Regions from separate parts of the Mus musculus genome. Here regions 2 and 3 are each linked to region 1. A link is a contact called in public Hi-C and HiChIP or PLAC-seq data. All regions are on one chromosome and are shown on one strand. The core of a region is the stretch at or near the end of the contact, and the rest is flanking DNA. Distances in the headings are between cores, read along the strand shown. Region 1 overlaps Tfpi (tissue factor pathway inhibitor). Region 2 has its middle 97 kb from the start of Zswim2. Region 3 holds the start of Slc43a1 (solute carrier family 43, member 1).

Region 1 (3,396 bases), core at 449-2,948:
TAATACATTTATCCTTAGAGCCTAAGGGTCAGTTCTCTGACTCACTATCTTCAGAGAAAAGCGTTGGAGGAGCATGCTGCTTATAAAGGTGCAGCCAAGTCTATAGGAAAAACAACTGTTTCCTGACTGCCCAGCTCCCAGGTAGGTACGCTCGCTGCATTAATGTCATTGTACCTATGAAAGTCTTCCATGGACTATGGGTTTCTTCCCTTTGCAGTATAGATAATAAATGAAGCTTCATAATTTTATGATAACTGGTAGGATGAAATCAAGAAACAACAGTGGGCCAGAAACCTAGAAATGTAAACAGCAGGCTTTCCTGGGAAATCACATTGTTCTTCTAAAATTATTGAATCTGCACTGAGACCTCAACCACACCAACTCTTGTGCCACAGGCTTCCCGGAAACCTACCTGGTATGCATGTTTTCTTACACTCTTCCAGGGTATCAAATCGGTTCTCGTTCCCTTCACATCCCCCGTATATAAATTCTTCACATTGATGAGTATACATATTGAAAAAATAACTCCTTATCATTGCTTTGCATGGACCATCATCTGCCTTCATTGCACAAAATGTATGTAGCGGTTTCATTGACCCCAGCTCAGAATCTACAAGGTAAATTTTAAAACATCACGTGTGTAGCTCTCTCCCAACACTATGATAACATCCTTGCTGTTGTTTTGCCAAATATACAATTTCCACCGTCAATTTTTAAATGAGAAAATTAAAACTGAAAATTCAGGTTATTATGGGTTCCATGCAAGTAACGACCTGAGTGAGCGAGCCTATATGTTCCACGTGTTTGATAATTTATATATGATCTATAAGGAAGGCACTTGAGGCTTTAAATGGCATAAACCAATTTGTCCTTTAGAGGGCAGCAGTGCTCTGTTAAGAGACAATCTATGAGCACTACTGTAAAACATTCTCTTCATTCACCATTATTTTAAATACTAAAACATGAATGGACATCACGTCAAAGTTCTCACCTAAAAATTATTTTAAAACAAAGTGTAAATTGTACATAGATGATAATCTAGTAATAAATCCATTTTTTTAATTCCCTACAATTTTAAAATGTGAATTTTTGGAAAATATTTTACATACATTTGATCTAGGCTACTTTCAACTATCTTCTTCCATTTGCAATTCATTACTATAGTTAAATATTAATTAATATATTCTGGCCATATTTTAATAAAGTTATGATTCTAACAAAGACATTGGAATGTTCCCACTTATTTCTTCCTTTTTTACTTATTTACTTGTTTGCGAACATGCTTGCAGGTATGCATAAGTGGAGGGGTGCACATACTCCCTGACTGTCTCTCTTCAATTGCAATCTCTCACTACCCTAGAACTCAAAAGGCACGCTAGGCTGGCTGGCTGGCTCTGGGGACACCGGGCCTCAGGAATCTGCCTTTCTCTGGCTTCCCACTACAGGACTTACAGACATGCACCGCCAAAGTCCAGCTTATTTTTACATTCATTCTGGAATAAAACTCAGTTCCTGGTCTTACAAGTCAAGCTCATTCCTGTCTCCTCAGCCCCAATCACCTATAGTACTGGTAAAATCAGATATCTGTGGTGTCAAACGTCAAGTTGACTGAATCAAGAGTTATCTGAGAGATGGCTACTGAGCAGGCCTGGGGTATGGCGGGGAAGCACTGATTGATTCTTTGACTCCCACGCTCTGGGCTGAGAACTAGACAGTGTTACCGGAAGGAGAGCTAAGCACAGATTTTGTCGTGCTTCTCTCTGGCTGACTTATATCAGCTCTTGCTTACTGAAATCGTGTGTGTGTGTGTGTGTGTGTGTGTGTGTGTGTGTGTGTGTGTGTGTGTGTGTGTGTGTGTGTGTGAGTGTGAGTGAGTGTGAGAGAGAGAGAGAGAGAGAGAGAGAGAGAGAGAGAGAGAGGGAGAGAGGGAGAGAGAGAGAGAGCGTTTCTGTCGGTATGTGTTCAGGAAGACACAGAGCCCAAGTTCAGCCTGCTATTTAATAAGTTGGCCACAAGAGGGAGACAGTGTACCACAAAAGAGTTGTTTCTTCAGTGCTGTTGATGTAGTTACAGTAATTACCGGCAAACTTTCCTCTGAGTAATTACAATCTCATGGAACTTCGTTATAAAATCATCTAATGATCTCCCAGCAGTGATGCCAGACACCTTTAATCCCAGCACTTGGGAGGCAGAGGCAGGCAGATTTCTGAGTTGGAGACCAGCCTGGTCTACAGAGTTAATTCCAGGACAGCCAGGGCTACACAGAGAAACCCTATCTCAAAAACAAAAACAAAAACAAAAAGCAGATCTACTTTTGTAGATGTTCTTTGTGATGCAGGTTTTATCAAGTTGCTTAGACTTATACGTGCAGATGAGAGAACTGACTCTCATATGCTATTATACCAGGTATAATTCACAATAATAAGAGTAAGATTATCACAGACCTGAAAGGCTGAGATTTCACCCAAATACTTGGACTAAACAATTCAATTTAATAAAGTAATGTCTGCTCAATAGCACTCTAAAAATTGCTTTATAAAGCTGGAACTCATTTTTGATGAAAATCTGGTGCTAAATTCATAGCAACCACGTAAAGACAAAAACACTATCAACTTTTTATTTCGTTATTACCTTATTTCTTTAGAATTCCCATATTAATGAAGTTACCATAATTTTATATCAGTATATTCTATGCATTGATCTTGTTGCTGTTCACACCTAAGCAGGATGTCCCAGACAACAGGAAGACCTCGGGTTAATCTCGGACATCCACAGCCATCCACTCTTGGGAAGGTGTATGCCTGTCTTGGTTTTCATTTATGGGGATAACCTTTTTGAGTATTAAAATTGTGCCCTGAATACGTATCTATCAAGAACTGGGTTGTTATTGCAGATACAACAATATATCGGGCAGCAGGCCCTTTTAATGACGCTTGCAATCACTAATTTACAATAATTACAATAGTAATTTATTGAAGAGCTTACTAAAGAGCGAACAGCAGACTACCTCAGGGAAGGAGTAAGGATAATTTTTCTTACACTTGGAAGAGTTGAGAATAATGTTTTTAAAAATAAGGACTATCCTTCTGTACCCATGAAACTAGAACATTTGCCGAATATTATAACAAGAATCTGATCCGAGGTAGCCAAAAAATAGAATTATAATTTACATTTGAATATTTGTGATTGAGTGTTTATATTTTGTATCTCCTAGCATAAGGGTAACAATCTGGTTTTCTTCCCTGTGTCTTGGGATGTCAAATAAAAAGCTCAGTGAAATACAGAATGCTCAAGGGTCACGGGATGCCTGGGTGATAGCGTGTCCCTCCCCTGGAGAGTGTTTGTGGATCGAGGGCCAACAGGTAGCTTACTAAGGGTCCCATGCTGCGTGCCTCT
Region 2 (3,396 bases), core at 305-2,804, 420 kb before region 1:
ACTTGTGACCTTCCTGCTTCTATCTCACAACAACTGGCATTATAGGTATGAGTACCGTCACACTTCACTTTGTTCCATCTTCCAGTTTTATTAAATACAGGTGTCTGTGGAAGCAACAATTTCTCTGTTCCTACAAGTGATATATTTTAGTATATCTCATTTGCTGCTTCAGATCACATATAAAACCAAACACCATATATACAAAACCATTTTTTATACATGTATACCCATGACAACTTTTAACTAATTAAGGCATTGTAAGAGATTGACAATAATAACTAATAACAAAGCAATTATAACGATGTACTGTAATAAAGTCTCTGAGAATGTAGTTTTCCTCAAGATCATTTGAAACATCTTATTATACTTCCACCTTTTCATTTAAATTAAACACTTGATAGTTTCTTTTGGTATATCTGAATTGTCAACACCCTAACTCCTGGGTTTAGGGTTTCTGGTAAGTTAAATGTCATATTTGAACACAAGCTCTCCCATAAAATGAAAGTTGATCTTACAACCGAGTCAGTCACTAAGTGACTAGCAGATACCACTGTATTCAGTAAAAGTGTGACTTGTAAGCCAGTGGTTCTAGTTTACAATCTCCTAAAGACTTCTGATTTTTTTGTCAAGTAATTTAGTCCTATGTATGAAGAAATGGAGACATTTAAATATGTGCCTATTGAACAACAACAACAAATACAAATTTAATACAGTCACCAAATCCTGGTGAATTTCCTTTTTAGTGAGTTTTTTGAAGAAGTGTAACTTATTTTGTATCTGCTTCATTATACTTAGGATTTATAGTCTAGGTTTGGGATTCAGGAGCTCTCTTGAAGCCGGTAGGCACTATTTACATTTCACTTACTGATCACAAGAGGGAGTGAGAGGTCTGTGAAAGATTACACTGTTTCCAACTTTTCCCAAGTTGTGCATCCAGAGGCCAGTGAGTTCTACGGGTCAGCTGGTGTTTCTCCTTCCCCTCAGTAGAAGCCCTTTTTATCTGACCCCAAGTTCAAACCGACCTTACCACATACCCACGTACTTTCATAATAAAAGCTAAGTGCATGAAAAATATTAGACTCTTTATATTTTGTCATTCTGCAAACACACACACACACACACACAGACACACACACACACAGAGACACACACACACACAGATACACACACACAGACACACACACACACAGACACACACAGACACACACACACACACAGACACACACACACAGACACACACACACAGACACACACACACAGACACACACACACAGACACACACACTCACTCACAAACACACACACACACAGACACACACACACACACCACATACACACACACACATCACACACACACACTCACTCACACACAGACACACACACCACACACACACACACACACAGACACACACAGACAGACAGACAGACAGACAGACAGACAGACACACACACACACACACACACACACACACACACACACACACACACACACACACACCACTGCTGGTCTGATGAGCCTGGGTTAGTGATACTGCTCTCAGCAGTTCATTTATTGCAGCATCAGTGGGTGTGACAGAGCTATCCAGCAGAAGGCTGAGATGCTGAAAAATCAGAACATCTGGAGTAAAGAGAACATTTGACATTCCTCTTCTAAGGTGTCTGTAACCTGGGAGAACTTGCTGTTTCTCCTTCTGATAGCATGTTTCCTTTAAAGAGAAGACACTGGAACATAGTAACGCTGTGTTCTGTGATGCTCCACAGTTCATTAGATAGTTGGGGAATAAAAGCTTAAAATATCTCTGATACAAAGAGCAACATTACTGACCATTGTGAAGTTTCTTAAGAGAGAAACACATATGCAATCTCTTCAAAATGTATGCCTTCACAAGACAGCATCTGAATGCTTGTAGTGTATTCTTTGATAGACTTGAGTATAATTTCTCCTAAGACTGTAAGATTGTTTCTTCCAGCTTAGGGAGTCAAAGGTGGGCTAACCTTCAAGAATAACTTTCAGTTATTTAATAAAAGAAGCCCCCAAATTTAAAATAAAATGAGTTATGTATATATTTTGCTTTATGCATGAAGGCAGATGTAATGAGAAAGTGACATTGAATATGGTTTTTAAATTCTTAAATTTTTTATAGTAACTTTTATCTTTTTGAAATTATAATAGTATCATTTCCTCCTTCTCTTTTCTCTGTCCAACCCTCCCATTTAGCCCCTTGATCTCTCTAAAGCAACACAGCTTCAAAATTTTAAAGGTCTGTGCATGCACCCATACCCCTCCCCTCTCTCTGTGTGTCTCTCTCTCTGTCTCTGTGTCTGTCTGTCTGTCTGTCTGTCTGTCTGTCTGTCTCTGTGTTGGTCAGAAAGTCTGGAATCAGTCCTCTCCTTTCACCATTAAGTGAAAAGCAAATGCAGGCTGTCAGGGTTGTACAGCAAGCATCTTTATCAGCTGAGCCATCCAGCCATCACACACAACATGTTTGTAAGCCTTAACATGCACACATACACTATGAAATTTTTTCTTGATCAGAAATTCTCACAAGAATGAAATGTGCATAACAAGAGTTACTAACATGTATCTTAATGTATAAAAGCTAAATATACAGACCCTAAATAACATTTAAAATCTCTTTATACTATCTGGACAAAGTATTCAGTTACAATGTGGGCCTGGCTCACAGGTCATTTCTAGTTTAATTCATCTGATGGTTTTACTGCCTGCCTGAAACATTTGTTGTTTTTAATGCCACAGCTATGACACACGTCAGCTTGCTCCATGAAAACTTCTGGGAATCCTGAAGAAATACTAGTACTTCCCCACCCCACCCAGCACTCCGAAAGTTTCCCACAGTTTTTTCCCTTCATGCTGTTTACACTTATCAGTGTTTCAATGCTTTGGGTTGTCAGAAACTTTGACTTCGTATTGTCTTAGAACCATAAACAGAATTGTTGTACCTGACGGCATACACATACTTTTTAGAGGGTACAATTGTAAAATCTTTATTGTTTAGTGAACTGCAGAGATAGATTAGAATCGTCCTTTGTAAAATGTTTCTTTACACGTACCCTGGTGCAAACATGACACACGGCACCCAGGGGGAGCAGGGGTCAGACCTGCTTTCTGAGTTGGAGCTTCTGCTATAGAACTTGTGTTGTGCCAGAAAATTAAACAAATTTGTGTCATATGGGACAAGAAGGTTTTGTCCTTCTTGGCCAATGATGAGAAAAATGTAGGTGTAAGTTCATTTTAATTTTAAAGTCCAACTCTGGGAATTCCAAGGTGGTGTCAACGAAGCACATGGTTTTAAAGGCTTTGAGGAGATAGGTGCATAAATACTTATTAAAACAGAATATGTAAGTTATATGACACAGATAAAATAAAAATATAAAC
Region 3 (3,396 bases), core at 322-2,821, 390 kb after region 1:
AAACTCCAAAAGAGTTCCCGACTCTTTTGGAAAAGAATCCTTTTCAACTTCACAGTTCAAGACCCCACCCTAGCCTTTCCAGCATCCAGTTTAACTTCAGCCAAGTTTTTGGTTGTTTTGAACAAAGATGTAGAGAATGCTGTCAAACGTTAGTTCAGGGGGTCAACAGAGAAGCTGGGGGTCGAGAGTGGAAATTTAGGCGCCCCGGGCGCACTGGGTAAGAAAAGTATCTGGGGACCAACAGGCGAGTCACGTGTGCATGAAACTCGACCTAAGGGGTGGGGAAGGACGGGAACCCCCGCCCCCACCTTGGGGCGCTGCTCCCAACGCCTGTAAATACAGCTATCAACTCCGCAGATCGCGTAGTCCATGCCCTGGCTTCCCGGCTTCACCTATCTGTGGCGCCAGGACGGTTCCCAGATCCACTGCTTCTTTCGAGGGCGCAGACGAGGTGAGACCGGCGGTTCCGAGGCCCGCTGGGTCTGGCACGCAGGGAAGACACCCCGCGTGGATGCGATTTGGAATTGGGATCCTGGGTCTCAGGAGATCCGGAGTGTGGAAGCGCCGGGGAGACTCTGTGTTACTCCGGGTGTCAACAGCTGCGGGAGGCAAGTTTGTCGGGGACAGGTGAGCAGCTAGCGCAGCTCAAAGTCACCCAGCCACACTTGCAGGTCCCTGTGAAGCGTCCGTTACCTGAGTCTCTGGGCACATTGTTCCCTCTGTCCGACCCCTTCATTCTCCCCTTCTTCTCTTCCACTCTGTTTAGAACCACGGTTGTCATTATAGGATGGGACCTCGGGGATCCCTGATTCAAAAGCCCCGTTTCACAGATGAGGGGCTGGGCCACCCCCTAGAGAAGGGTCTCTTTCTCTTCGTCTTTCTTGTTTGCTCTTCCCCTGATCATTTCCTCTAGGCTCGCCCGGGTCTTGCTTCGGGTCCCCGGGTCAGATCGCCTCCCTTGTTGGCGGTGGCTACCGCGGCCCTGGAGGGCTCGGGTTTCTTCGTTCCCTCTGGTAAACACACCCGCCCGCCGGCCACCCCATCTGCCTCCTTATAAAGTATGTCCTTATAAAGTCTGCAGGCACCGGACTTCCTGCCGGAGCCCAAGCCCCCTCCCAGGGACAGAGGGGCTGGCGCGTTCCCAGGCGCGCGGCGGAATGAGGGGCGCGCGGAGGCGCCACGGGGCCCGCCCAGGGTCTCCCTCCACGTGGCAGCCGTGGGATTGGCCCAGGAGACAGGACGAGCGCCGCCGGCTGTGTCAGGCGGGAGGAAGTTTTCTACCCGGGCTCTGGAGAGGAGGAGTAGAATGAAAGGCGTAACTAGAATAGAGGGTCTCGGGGTAGCCCCAGACTTCCCTTTCCGCCTCCTGCTCGCTTCTGAGAATCCGATCTGGTGCCTAGAGGCTGGCTAGCTGTGGGCCAGAGGTGGCTACAGAGCACGGTGTGCCCCTTGGTGACTTTGAGAGACTTTGGGAACTTGGGGGGTTGTCTCCTGGAGCGGGATCGGGGCGCCCTGGCTCGGGTAGGCAAGCCCGGCAGCGCGCCAGGAAGTTGCTTCGCTCAGACCAGACCTTTCTGGTTCCTGATAGCGCCCTGCGGGCCAGTGGCGCGTTCGCTCCTGGCACTGCCAGAGCGCGCGGAGCCAGCTCCGCAGCACCGGGCTCTATGGGGCCTCCATGAAGGCTCCATCTCTTTGGCTCCAGGGGTCTCAGGAGCCACCATGATGGAGTACCCTTCCCAAGGGCCGCTAGGAAGCCCTTCTCTGAGCGCTCTGTTTCTCTGCAGAGTCTCGGCCACCATGGCTCCCACGCTGAAGCAGGCGTACCGCAGGCGCTGGTGGATGGCTTGCACCGCTGTGGTGGAGAACCTCTTCTTCTCCGCGGTGCTCCTGGGCTGGGCCTCCCTGCTGATCATGCTCAAGAAGGAAGGCTTCTATTCCAGCCTGTGCCCAGGTATATCTGAGAAGGGTGTGGGGGTGGGAGGTGAAGACCGCGAGGGACGGTAGAAGGAGGAGGCAGGAAGTTGGAAAACAAGGACAGGTGGTCAGGCAGAGACAAAGCGACAAAGCAGGGCTGCCCAAGACCGGAACACTGGGCAGCTAGGAATTGGACAGCCTCACTTCATGATCTCTTCAAACTTCAGGTGCCACTCTGTCAGGATTCTCTGATTCAGTGATGAGTGAAAGCCAAAGTCCCACTAGGCATACATATCCTGAGACTGATTGCCTATGACAACCTTCTGTCTAGAGTAGTCCGTAGACTCTTAGAAGTTCTGCACCTACCTGGATAAGGAATGCTCAAGTTAAACAGGTCTTTTGTGTGTGTGTGCTAGCAAGCATTGAACTACATCACCAATACACAGAGAGTTCTTAATGAGATCAAACAGAAGTACACAAACTGGAGAATGGACGTGAAGGACCTATACTCTTGGTCTTTTCAGGACCTTGGAGTTCCCAGGTCTACAAATCATCCCTTTTGTACAAAGTTAAAAGCCTTATTTCCTCTAGAATGGATATTTGTGGAGCGTTTGTTTCTGTTTTCCACACCAATCACCTTGGTCTTGTGTAAAGTGACCCGGACCTGGAGTGGGAATTCTAAACTCTTTGAGAATAGTTAGTGCAGCCAGAGGCTGCCTGTCTGCATCTGTCCGTCAGGGAGGGAGCGCCTCACTTAGTGACTGGGACTTGGTGGATATTTTTCTTTTCTGGAAAGGAGAGTGTTGTGCTCAGTGAAGGGGCTGTGTGGTGTGCAGTTTGATGTCTCTCCTGTCTCTTTCCCCACATCCTTGTTGTGGAAAGAAGGCCAACAGGGATTGGAATCCCGGCTTCCATCTCATTTAACCAGTGAGTTCCTTGCAAATTGAGTGTCCATTACCTAGAAACAATAGTAACATCAGTTCCCTGGATGACTAAGTCTCAACACACATGTGAATGTCCTTCTGGCTTCTCCTGACTCTTCAGCTCAACCTGTTGCCTCATTGCTTAGCCTGTGAGTGTGGGAGGATGGAAAACCATTTCCTTGAGGGTGGAGGTGAGGAGGTCTTGATATCTATCCTTACTTGCAGCTCCAGCTATACTGTGGGGCTGCCCCACCCCTGCTGAAGTTATCTCTAAGGAAGCAGTGGGTTGCACCCAGCTATGGCACTCAGCCCAGGTGCCTGGCCCCAGTTACAGAGGGCTGGGGCTGGAGATGATGGAGTTAGTGTGAGGCCTAGGAAGGCAGGGTGGATTCCTTGAGGAAGAAGTCTGAAATGGAATGATAGGCTTGCATTTCAGGATGGTTGAGAGGACCAGGTGGGTCCTTAGGGACCCCCACCCACAGGAGATTCAAATCCCTCTGAGCTTTCTCTGGAGACTAGAGAGCACCATCCCTTTGTTGTCTGGTGGCCTTGATGTCTG

Evidence for each region. Hi-C and Micro-C count contacts between places; a contact is called where the count stands out from the background. HiChIP or PLAC-seq counts read pairs in DNA pulled down with a chosen protein or histone mark.
Region 2: a Hi-C map of bone marrow-derived macrophages shows a contact between it and region 1, with 11 read pairs. The contact joins two enhancer-like sites.
Region 3: a contact with region 1 is called in an H3K4me3 HiChIP or PLAC-seq map of stem cell-derived neural progenitor cells, with 5 times the contacts expected there. The contact joins the promoter of Slc43a1 here to the enhancer-like site in region 1. A contact is called at or near these places in 8 of 39 promoter capture datasets (3T3-L1-derived adipocytes, the C10 cell line, the HPC-7 cell line and 6 more), 1 of 15 datasets of contacts at CTCF or cohesin (embryonic stem cells), 11 of 484 Hi-C or Micro-C datasets (the G1E-ER4 cell line, the HL-1 cell line, the HPC-7 cell line and 6 more), 10 of 115 datasets of contacts at active chromatin or transcription factors (T-cell acute lymphoblastic leukemia, craniofacial prominence, embryonic hindbrain and 6 more) and 2 of 9 other capture datasets (macrophages and pancreatic islet).

The regions. Positions count from the first base shown.
Region 1 is chr2:84,453,388-84,456,783 of GRCm38.p6, forward strand. Tfpi (tissue factor pathway inhibitor) reads right to left here. Exons shown (of 9, transcript NM_011576.1): 4 at 413-610. Among named protein-coding and RNA genes, the nearest start is that of Tfpi, 19 kb to the right of the region's middle. Within about 2 kb of position 1,699, at least 39 of the 459 cell types and tissues checked have an H3K27ac peak or open chromatin away from gene starts, as enhancers often do. A contact at or near this core is called in bone marrow-derived macrophages and stem cell-derived neural progenitor cells, where this site is marked.
Region 2 is chr2:84,036,602-84,039,997 of GRCm38.p6, forward strand. No RefSeq gene overlaps it. Among named protein-coding and RNA genes, the nearest start is that of Zswim2, 97 kb to the left of the region's middle. Within about 2 kb of position 1,555, at least 4 of the 459 cell types and tissues checked have an H3K27ac peak or open chromatin away from gene starts, as enhancers often do. A contact at or near this core is called in bone marrow-derived macrophages, where this site is marked.
Region 3 is chr2:84,839,055-84,842,450 of GRCm38.p6, forward strand. It overlaps Slc43a1 (solute carrier family 43, member 1), which reads left to right and starts at 1,572. Exons shown (of 14, transcript NM_001083809.1): 1 at 1,572-1,951. The coding sequence starts at 1,720. It overlaps D930003E18Rik (RIKEN cDNA D930003E18 gene), which reads right to left and starts at 1,154. Exons shown (of 2, transcript NR_165656.1): 1 at 694-1,154; 2 at 1-599.